Linked DNA regions of Mus musculus: region 2 is linked to region 1. The links are chromatin contacts, called in public HiCAR-type maps. All regions are on one chromosome and are shown on one strand. Each heading gives the region's core, a stretch centred on a gene start, on an enhancer-like site or on the middle of the called end of the contact. The rest is flanking DNA. Distances are from core to core; before and after follow the strand shown. Region 1 holds the start of Rxfp3 (relaxin family peptide receptor 3). Region 2 holds the start of Golph3 (golgi phosphoprotein 3).

Region 1 (5,744 bases), core at 2,989-5,488:
ATTTTAAAATATCTTTAAGAGAGAGACTCTGTGGTCCCGTCAAGAGGAATAGTCAAGGAAGGCCTGCCTGAGCAAAGAGAGCGTGTGGCAGACAAAGAAAGGGAGAGGAGTTGCTTCGACGTGGGGTGAATGACTACGGAGTCACTATTCCTGTAGCTCAAAGGTGGCCATGTTGTATTGACCAGAGAATGCACAACACCGTGATGGTCCACATTTGTGTTGAACTGACCCTGTGTGCTCAGGCGGCACATACAAACTTGAAGTGTGTGTGTGTGTGTGTGTGTGTGTGTGTGTGTGTGTGTGTGTGTGCATGTGCATATCTGTATGTATATTTATCTATATTCCTATTAGTTAGCCTCTTTCTCAGGATCCCAAGTAGCCCTGTCCCCAGACACTCCGACCCTCTCTTGAGACCTTTCTACCTATCTCTCTATGACCTAGTAGCAAGAAAGTCAATGTCTAATCCTACCGAGGCTCTGCATGCACATTTCTGGTTCTACCTCCTGGAGGTAATTTATTGATTCTTTTCCCCCCAGTATCTTAACTTGGAGGTTTAAATCATTAATGTTAAATCTTTCTTTTATAAAAAACATGTTGTGTGGTTATGAGCTTCAAGGGTGATCATAACACACACCTTCCCAGCAGGAAAAAAAAATACAGAGAAAAAGCTACAGAATCTGTTGTGTGGAGTGTGTGCCTGAAAAGAAGCACTGAGGAGGTGGGAAGGGTGCCTCTTTTTTTCAGAGAATTAGGCAACCTTTCTCAAAATGGTAGCATTTTTGCCTAAGCTTGAAGTATGAGTAAGACCGAAAATATCTGACGTGGACAAAGAGAGGAAACATTTGCAAGGACATCTTTAACAATGGCAGTGCCAGCCAAGAAACACAGTTTGATATCTGAACTCCCACAGTGATAAACCTTGACAGTCCAAGTAATGGATGGGAAGTTGGAGTGCACCATGGCTGACTTAAAATCAAGCTGCTGAAAAGGGGCACCCTTTCTTCTCCTTTTTCCACAACGTTTATATTCTTGAACAATATCAACAAATTACATATGGTTCAACTCTCCAGGAGGGATCCATAAGGCAATCAACGACATGATGTGGTGTCATTTTTAACAGCACACCTGATGGCTTATGTCACCCTGACAGGCTTTTCTCCCTCATGTTTGTATGCATACACCATCGGAGCAAAACGGGGTCAGCGCTTTGCAGATAAATGGTCCAGAGTCTCGTTTTCTCTGACAATGAGTTTATGTGGAAAGGGAATTTGCCCTTTCGTCATACACTTAGTCAAAAAAAAAAAATCTTACACATTATCTGGGATGCACTTGGAAGAGTAGACTAAGCAATGAAGATCTTTCTAGCTGTGCTGGCCGGTGCTTTGACAACATTCAGTGAGAGGGCCACTGACGAGCAGCCATTCCTGAGGGTTCAGGCTGAATCCTGAGAGAGCTAGTGCTCCCAGCACCTCTGCAGCAGTGCCCCTTCAGATCAACAAGGATTTGAACTGTAGGAGAAAGCAGCCAATCTTCTCCATGGCCCCTGTATCGTTACTCAAGTCACGTGTATAGTGAAGTATCACTGGAGGCCATTGTTCCCAAGAATTCAAAATTATTTACCTAGAGGTTTAGAGTTTACATGGAAATTAGTACAGAGGCTCAAACTTAGAAAAAAAAATTAGAGTCTCCTGGCAGAATGTTCTAATTGTAGATCTCCAGGCTCCTTTTCAACCCTTTTGAGAACCAGAATCTCTGAAGATGGTGTGGGATGTGAAAAAAGTCTGGAAAATGAATTCGAACAAGCTCCCCCCCACCCCAGTAATTTTGATGTTGCATGGCCAGCAACTATCTCAGGCTATTCTGGAGTGCCAGTTACTTCCTTACACAGGGCTCGTGAGGCTAGACAGATCACGTGACTGTGGAATGGACTTGTTATCTGACGGCTCAGGGTCAGCCCCAAGCTTACTCATTCCTAAGCCTGAGAGCCTTAGACCTCTGCACAACCTCTAAGACTTGGAGTGCCCGTTTGAGGAGTGTCATCTGGAGCATCACTGGGAGGTGTGTAAGAATCAGGCTGTAAAGATACAAACACTTACTGGCCTTTGGGACCCTCCTCACTCTAAGATGCCTGTGTAACACTAGCAGCAGGGTATCCCATAGCTACGGTTACAGCCCCTGGGTGACCTGAAACATCCCTCAGCACATGATGGAGGCAGAATTCAGAACCAGGAGATCAACTTACCTCACTACAGATGGAGGCCAGGAGTCTTAGCTTCTGACTCCCTAGGAAAATCTCCCCCTTTGAGCAACAATCAGACATAATGCTCTTAGCAGTATCATCAGCTCCACTGTAGTTTAACTGAGGAGCATCGAGGAGGGTCAAGGCTCTGTAGTTGGGAAGATGCACTGCATCAATGATGAGAGGGGCGTGCACCTAGCCTAAGACAGTATACTATGCCACTTCTGTACACATACTTTTAACTCCTGCCTAAAGGCAATGCCTTTTGGATTATTTTCCTAGAAATGGGAATGAGACCACAAAGGATTTCCCACATCCTCCAGTGCACCGCTCCCCTGACACTGCCTTTAGATCATAGATTCTTAAAAATACAAGAAAGGGGAGTGTTTGCTACAGGCAACACCTTGCCATTTACAGAGACATTTTGGAATACACGGCAGGAGAGAAAACCGTTACTAATATCTAGTGGAGACAGGTCAAGAGTGATGGTCACCTGAGTCAGAATGTCAATGTTTCCAAAACCTGGAAATTATACTTTAGACTAAAATGACTTCTCAGATGAGAGACACACACCAAAGACCCCAGAGGGCCAAACTCATGACTTCATTCTTTTGCTTTGGCAGTTAGCTAAGTGAATCTCTCAGCCTATACCACAGACCTCCAAAGAGCAGAGCACTCGTCAGTATTTCTGAGCTCTATCTAATCCCCTTGGCTTCATTTCTTTAGTGGCCAGAAGTCAATAGGACTCTCTTCTTAATAATATCAGCAGCCCCTATGCTCAGTGTCTGTCTCAGTGTCTGCCTCCTGACAGTCTCAGGAAGTTCAAACTTCATTAGACATGGTTTATGATTCATTTTGCTTTGTTTTTCTACTTATATTACAATCACACAACTCTTAACTATTTGTATCACCCATCTGAGTGTGAACTCTACAGATTGTACTTACCATAAAGTCTTCTAGTCATGGAATAACACCTAACAAAGCGAGGCTAAGTAAGTATTTGTTAGATGAGTGAGCAGACTAAGACCTTTACTGCATAGGACTTTCCGTATCACCACAGGTTTCCTTGGTTTTCAGTAGCCCTTGAAATACAATAAAAAAGAAAGAAATTGGCAGAGGAAGAAAACGCTTTTTTAAAGTGAGAACGTGCGCTTGAAGGCGAGGCTATAAAGCCAGGATGCAAGGAGGGGTCCACAGAAGCACAGAATTACCAGGGCAGAGAACTTCAACATATTAAAACTGATCGAAGGCCAGTTGATTTTTTTTTTTACTGAAGCTCTTGCGACCTCTATTGGTAAAATCGAGAAATGCAGCGTCTGCAGCGAAGTGCCCTTTTAAAGTCCACTTTGGAATTAAGACTGTTTAAGGTTGCCGAGGACCTCTTTTCTCTTTTATTGTTCCTTTGACTGATTACAAGTCTTTATCTCTTTCGCTCCATCTGTCCGTATATCCCCAATTACTGTTAGTAAAGTCAAGTATTATCCCAGAAGTGAGGGCAATTACTGCATGCTTAGCATACTTGTTTTTCAGGTTAGTTCTTCTGTCAAGAAAACACTTCAGCTTCCTTAAGTCCTTCTAAGAGCAACTAACCTGGCATCTAAATAAACTGCAAAGTTGAGACGTAACACGTCTCCCCCTCCCCACGGCCCCCTGTAGCTTCAGTTCTTAAAATATACTCAATTCCAGGCAAACATCAACCCTTAGAATTCTGCCAATCTGACACCAGGTAAGTGTTCAGCTAATTAGAGGGGAGATGGGGCTTCAGTTTGAGTACTAGGAAAAGATTGGTTATTTGATTTAAAGAACAAAGGGTGTTACTATTGTGTAAGTGGGAGAAACAAACTATTGTGTTAAGGTGGGGAGAAAGGAGAAAAAAAAACCTCGTCCTAATAAAAATAAGAAAGGAAGAAAGCAGACTCAGACTCACTCCAGACACCGAGAAAATAAAAGACTAAGACCACTCCTTCTGCAACTTGGAACAAAGGGGAGTTAGTTGCCAGTAGACTCTGCCTCTCCCTGCGTGGCGCGCGGGGTTCAGCACTTCGGAAAGCACCCCCATCTTCTCGCACGGAGATTATGCAAGCTCTTCGGGGCTCTCAGCAGAGGTGGGTGCCAATGTAACTCATCAAACGCTGGCAACTCACTGGGGGTTGACAATATCGGACACACAGAAAACACCAACGGAGCTCCAGGAAGTGATGGCGTGAATCAGCCTTCAGGCAGTCAGAGCGAGACACAGATGTCCACGATCTGTTTTCCTCTAGAAGGAGAGAAACTCCTCCGGGCAACCTCAGAAGCCAACAAAGGTACTGGGAGAGCCGTGCTCCTGAGTAGGGGACTGCATCTAAGTGACAGCAGGAAAGCAGAGGGGTATGACTCAGTCTTAGAGTAGGTAGCTGGAGACTCAGTTCTCACCAGGAGGAACCTTGATCCCCAGCCACTTGCCTAGAACTATCCTCTCTTCTAAACCCACCAAGAACTGATGCTGAGTGCAGCCAACCCCTGCGCCCAAGGCGGTTCTGGGCGCCAACGCGGCTCAGCATCCAGTTTCCAGGAGCCCTTTTGAGCGTCTACATAGAAAGCTCAGGCACCTGCTTTGCGCGCCCGCCTGGGTACCACACCCGGAGCAAGCGCTGACTCTCGGTAGTCGGCTTGCAGAACGTGACTAAGGCGCACCTGAGCATGCAGGTGGCTTCTGCAACCCCCGCGGCCACCGTGAGGAAAGCAGCTGCGGGTGATGAGCTCTCAGAATTCTTCGCTCTGACCCCAGACTTGCTGGAAGTGGCCAACGCCAGCGGCAATGCGTCGCTGCAGCTTCAGGATCTGTGGTGGGAGCTGGGGCTAGAGTTGCCAGACGGTGCGGCGCCTGGGCATCCTCCGGGTGGCGGCGGGGCAGAGAGCACAGACACTGAGGCCAGGGTACGGATCCTCATCAGCGCGGTTTACTGGGTGGTTTGTGCCCTGGGACTGGCCGGCAACCTGCTGGTTCTCTACCTGATGAAGAGCAAGCAAGGCTGGCGCAAATCCTCCATCAACCTCTTTGTCACTAACCTGGCACTGACTGACTTTCAGTTCGTGCTCACTCTGCCCTTTTGGGCTGTGGAGAACGCACTAGACTTCAAGTGGCCCTTCGGCAAGGCCATGTGTAAGATCGTGTCCATGGTGACATCCATGAACATGTACGCCAGCGTCTTCTTCCTCACTGCTATGAGCGTGGCGCGCTACCACTCGGTGGCCTCGGCTCTCAAGAGCCATCGGACCCGAGGGCGTGGCCGTGGCGACTGCTGCGGCCAGAGCTTGAGGGAGAGCTGCTGTTTTTCAGCCAAGGTGCTGTGTGGGTTGATCTGGGCTTCGGCTGCGCTGGCCTCGCTGCCCAATGCCATTTTTTCCACCACCATCAGGGTGTTGGGTGAGGAGCTCTGCCTCATGCACTTTCCAGACAAGCTACTGGGCTGGGACAGGCAGTTCTGGCTGGGTTTGTACCACCTGCAGAAGGTGCTGCTGG
Region 2 (5,751 bases), core at 3,162-5,661, 1.3 Mb before region 1:
CAGTGTTGCCCTCAGATGCCAACCATCTTGGCTTTCAGGCGAGTCTCACACTGGTCTGGAGCTTGCTGAATGGCTAGGATGGCTGGTCCAGGAGCTTCACTCTGCATCAACCTGTGACATCACTCCCAGCTTTTCCAGAGAGAGCTGGGAAGCAAGGCCTCGTGTTTGTGTGGTAAGCACTTTAACAATCTTACCCAGCCACCAAACACTAGATTAAATTGGTCATTTAAAGTAGTCAAACTGAGGCTGGAGAGACAGCTCAGTGGTTAAGAGCACTGGCTGTTCTTCCAGAAGACCCAGGTTCAATTTTAAGTACCCACATGGAAGCTTCCAACCACCTATAACTCTAGTTTCAGGGACCTAATGCCCTCTTCTGGCCTCCTTGGATACACAAACTAGATGTACATACATACAAATATGGGGGCAAAGCATTCATACACAGAAAATAAAAATAAATAAACCTTTAAATAGGCAAGTAAATGAGATGATCAGATCTCACCTTAAGTATTTAGACCTACCACCAATAAAATAATTCAAGTTATTTAAGGGGGTCATTGTTACAGTTAGTGGTACAATATGTGTGAGACCCTTCAGTTTAGTCTTCTTAAAAAAATATTTTAATATAACTTTTTGGTTATTTATGGTCATTCTCAAGTATCCTGAAACTACTCAAGGCTTCAATGGAAAAAAACACAAATAAATAATGAAGAGAAAATATTTACTATTTGTCCTGCTCTGCCCCCAACCATCCACAGAAATCTTGCCAATTACTTAATTGGAATTCATGAGTGAACCTATCTGACATTCTAGCAGTGGCCTCTAAATATCACTCACTGACACTTCACCCAGATTAAGTACCCAGAACCTATGAATGAGCCTAGGCTTGGGCTTTTTTGTTTTTCGGTTGCTGTTGTTGTGTGTGTGTGTGTGTGTGTGTGTGTGTGTGTGTGTTTTGTTTGTTTGTTTGTTTGTTACGATTTACTTATGTATACAAATAAATACACTCCAGATACACCAGAAGAGGACATCGGATCCCATTACAGACGGTTGTGAGCCACCATGTGGTTGCTAGGAATTGAACCCTCTGGAAGAGCAGTCAGTGCTCTGAACTCCTGAGCCATCTCTCCAGCCCTTGGATGTTTTAAGAAAAGAAAAAACCTGAAAAGCTACCTCGAACCTAAAAAAATAAATAAAATAAAACAAAACTATAGTCAGGACTGAATGAGGACATGACTGTTCCTAGGTTTGAAGTAGGAAGGTTTAGTGTAGAGGGGATAAACAGGCATCTGGAAAGGTCCACTCTGAACCTGGCATGTGAGGGGGATAGGAGGCTGGAGAGAAGAAACAAGAGCCAAGAGGCTGGAGTAAGCCAGGAGACAAAGAGAGCAAGAGGCCAAGAGACCACATAGCCAAAAGGCAGGGTTATAGAGAGCAGAGCAGCTGAGGGAAGGGAGTGAAGCTCAGGGGCTGCAGAGGTTGAGGGTAGGAGGGCTGGATGAAAGTGCTAAGAAGAGTCAGGACTCTTAACAGGTATAGGCGATGCTGAGACAGGTAGCCAGTGTCTGCTCTGATAGGCACCTTGGCTAGCAGCTATACTTCCTGAGTTTGAGACCTAACAAAGACTTTAAACAAAACTCCATGTAAATAATCTGAAGCCAATGGCTTCTCATGTAGCCCAGGCTGGCCTCTGACTTTCTATGTAGGTGAAGGTGACCCTGAACTTCTGATAGGCTTGCCTCCCAAGTGGAAGTATAGGCATGATGGGCTTCCAAGCCCAGTCTGTGCAGAGGAAGGAATCAAATTCAGAACTTCATCCAAAGCACTCTATCAACCGAGCTGTATATTCCCAATCCCTAGAACCTAAGTTAATAACAAATTGAACAAAGCTTAAGTGGCTACGGAAACAGAGCCAGGAAACCAAGACTTTGTCTTTTAAAAAAAAAAAAAAAAAAAAAAGACAAGGGGACCATCCCCCAAATAGACTGGGTGATAGGTTTATAGGACTAGTCACTACTGTGTACACACTTGATGAAAGAAAAAATATGTACCTACATTTTTTTAAAAACAAGTGCCCACCCCCACATGCTACAAATTAGTGCCTGGCTGAACCTTGGCCATGACTTATGAAGTATACTTATACAAAACAACCACAACAGATGGTCTCAGTTACCTGCCATCAAAGAACTTCCATTGTTTAAAAAACAAAACAAAACAAAACTAGTTGAATGTTGTAGTAGCATTAAATTCAAAAAATTCTTCAGATTATCTTCACGGGAACCAATCACAGAAAAATAACTGGTAACAGCTTTATATTAAAAATTCAGAGTAAGGCTTCTAAAGTAAAAGGTATTTTTCCACCATTGTTTCTCAATGTGACAATACCAAAAATAATTTTTTTTGTTCCGTTGTAGCTTTACCGAGTTCTAGCATACAGAACCAAAATGCTGACCCAGGAATGTAACCTTCATTTTGTTTTTCTTGTACTTCCTAGAAATGTCTCATAATCTGTTTTGTTCCAAAGTAGGGAAGGAGGGAAGGAAAGATAAATGTGTATTACAAGAAGCCTGCTTTCAAAATCTAATTACTTCCTAAGTGAATGCTCTCTAAAATCGCATTGCCACACACTAACATCTAGCTTTTCACTCCACAACTAAAAATGAAACACACACCACCGCATTCCTCATAATAACTGTAATTAAACAGGTACTGTGCCCCTTTCACAGCCTGAGGGCCATTAAGTGTCTTCAAGCTGAATGGTATTAAGGCATCAAGAAGCACTTCCCTGGGTAGTATCTAATATCCGGGAACCACAAACAGTCCCTGGAAAAACTCAGCTCTCTACCGCTGCTAAGTCTGAGGAACTAAAAAACTGTTTTATAGGATGAACTGAGTTTTGTTCTGGTTTGTTTCTTGTCCTCCTTCCTGAATTCTGAAAACGTATTTAAAAACAAGATCCAATACCTTTCTGTCTGACTCTCAAAATGTGTTGTCTAGAGTTTCCACACTGAAACGAAACAAACTTCCGGGCCACCTCATCATACATGATTTATGAAACATCCAATCCTGCAAGTCTGCCCTTAAAAATAATCATCTTTAGAGATGGATGGGTATTAATAAAATCAATCAAACATTAACTACAGAATCCAGACATTTAAAAGACGGACACTTGCACTTTTTCAACTTATATGTGTGAAATTCCTAAATATCTGGGGTGACCTTTCCAAACGTCAGAACACAACTTAAGCCTACCTAAATCTTTGCAGTCTTTCATCAAAGCGCAAACTTGGTATTCCTCCCAGCTCTTCACAAGCCCTCCCTTAAAATGGCAAAACGGAAAGGACGACAGCAGATCTAACCGCAAAACTAACTCATCGCTCGCTCAAACCAAGTTCATCCAAAAAGTAACTTCCTAGGTTTTATATCAACTTAGTATTGACTTTTTAAAACAATACCCAGTAAAAACAACTTTGCTAATTTCTTAACCGCGCGCCGCAACTCAAGTTTTACATAAGAAAGAGGGCCGACAGCAAGTAGATCCGCGAACCTCTCCCGGGTCTTAAAACCTGCAAAAACTCAATACTTGGGAGCCGCGGTAGCCCCGAGTCTTTAGATCTCAACAGTCTTGGGTTGGAGTTGCCATTATTTGCGGCAGACGGCGAAGAAGAAGAAACGCAAAGATCGCCAAGACTTCGGAACTAAGAGTGCTTGTGAGCAGAGGACGGGAAAACCCAAGCGAGCACTTGGTACCGGGAGGATCGGGAGCACTCGGAGCGCAGCCGGAGAGGGCTGACTCCCACACTCCTTGGGACGAGAGGGCGCTCAGGGGCGCGGGGCTCCGGAAGCAGGGACAGGTGAGGCCTCGGCCAGCGCCCACCCGGGCCCCACCTGGAGCCACCCGGGTCCCGCTGCCACCCCGGCTGCCACCCCGGCCGGGGCCGCGGCGCCCGCACCTCTCGGTCCTTGAGGCCCAGCAGGAGCACCTCCTCCATCAGGGTCAGCCGCGTTTCCTTGGAGTCGCCCTTGTCGTCGTCGTCCTGCTCGTCGCGGCGGCTCTGCGCCTCGTCCTCGCCGCTGCCGCCGCCGCCTCCCGCCGCCCGCTCCTTGTCGGCAGCGTTCCGGGAGGCCTCGGTGCGCCGCTGCACCAGGCCCGAGCTCCGCTGGGTCAGCGAGGTCATGGCTCCCGCACAAGAGCCGCGCCGGACCGACAGGGACGCGGGACCGGCCGGCTCTCCCTCACGGCCCCGGCCCCGGGAGCTTCCGTGTTAATTCTTGGAGCTGGGGCGATGTCCGTGGGCTGCGGGGCCGAAGGCGGTCATGAGGAGCCGGAGCTGGGCGAAGCCGGCGGGCCGGGCGTCGATGGGGTACACAAGGGAGCCTTCAGCCCGCGGCTGTGGCCCCCCACACAGCCCAGGAGCCCGAGCGGAGGCGGCGGCGGCGGTGGCGCTTCCCAATATGGCGGCGCGCGCTGACGTCACCGGAGGATGTGGCAGCGCCGGCGCGGGGCGGGGCCGGGGTGCCGGAAGCGGCGCGAGCGGGGGGCGTGGCTAGCCGCCTCCCACTTCGGCGGACACTTGAGCTTCTGGACTCGCTAGTGGCCCTGAGTCTGGAGACGAAAGGTTTGCGATCGGTGACCTGCCCGGCTTTCATCCGCCTCTCAGTTCACTCTAAAGGTCCGGCCTGGCGCCAGCGACCAGTGAGATCTCTCCTGGATCCCAGAAGCCGAGGCCAGGCTAGGGCGGACCCCACTGAGACCTCAGCATCCCTGGGGATCAGCCACTATAGCCCGGGTCCTCACTACCTACGGGGAGGACTTGGCTCTTCGCCTGTGAAACTCCCGAGTTTCAAAAGGAGTCATCTACACTCGGGCGTTTAAAGCTGTTCATGTACTGTGCTCTGGCGTAGAGAGGTTAAACAAATTGACGAATTGTGTTTGTAAAACTTTCCTACCTCCGACTGCGGCTGTAAAGTGGTCAGGGCGCACTGTACTGTTAGGACAGCCGACCTTAGGATTCTTTTATAGCGACAGTAAACCTCTTGAGTTTCATGCCACGTCTTTGTAGCCCTAAATCTATTTTCGATGTAATTACTAGGTTCAATCCCTTTGGCAGTTTGTGCAAATCAAGTTAAAGGAAAAACTGCCAAACCTGAGAAGGGTTTGGAGAAGTAGAAGGGCGGGTCTTATGAGAAAACATTATCCAAAAACGGTATCGTAGGTCTGTCCAGTATTATTTAAAATAAACAGTAACCATACGCAGTGAGTAAGCCAGGTTTAGACAGAATATTCCCCGCGCCCAAATACGTTGTCTCAACTCCTACGGGGACAGTAAGTCCCAGTAGGTCCTCCCACCCACAGCCCCAAGCTACCTTCCCTTTTTCCTGAAAAAAAAAAAAAAAAAAAAATGTGTCCTCAGCCAGTTTCTCCCATTCACGTCACCTTTTTGTTCCTTCACCTTTCTGGTCATTCTTTGCCAACTGACTTTAAATGTCCTTTGTAAATTAAATGGTTATTTAACTCAGAAGGTTAAATCCAAAAAGCACAAAGCTGTGCGTACAGGCTCTGCCTGTTCGGCTAGTTGCTCCTGTCCCTGCGGAGATTTTTTTTTTTTTTTAAATGGGGTAAGATGTGAAGCTTCGTTGGGGAGGTAGTCAGTGGGCACAGTACTTGAGGACAAATTAGAAACTGGCATCTGGGAGGCAGAGGCAGATTCCTGGAGGCTTCCTTGCCAGTGAGCCTCGCCACATGGGCAAGCA

What was found. HiCAR-type assays count read pairs that join an accessible place to other places.
Region 2: a contact with region 1 is called in a HiCAR-type map of astrocytes, with 3 times the contacts expected there. The contact joins the promoter of Golph3 here to the promoter of Rxfp3 in region 1. A contact is called at or near these places in 1 of 39 promoter capture datasets (hippocampal neurons) and 1 of 115 datasets of contacts at active chromatin or transcription factors (astrocytes).

What each region holds. Positions count from the first base shown.
Region 1 is chr15:11,036,462-11,042,205 of GRCm38.p6, reverse strand. It overlaps Rxfp3 (relaxin family peptide receptor 3), which reads left to right and starts at 4,238. Exons shown (of 1, transcript NM_178717.3): 1 at 4,238-5,744. The coding sequence starts at 4,922.
Region 2 is chr15:12,320,156-12,325,906 of GRCm38.p6, reverse strand. Golph3 (golgi phosphoprotein 3) reads right to left here and starts at 4,411. Exons shown (of 4, transcript NM_025673.2): 1 at 3,951-4,411. The coding sequence starts at 4,175. It overlaps Gm52210 (a long non-coding RNA gene), which reads left to right and starts at 5,329. Exons shown (of 2, transcript XR_003951630.1): 1 at 5,329-5,751.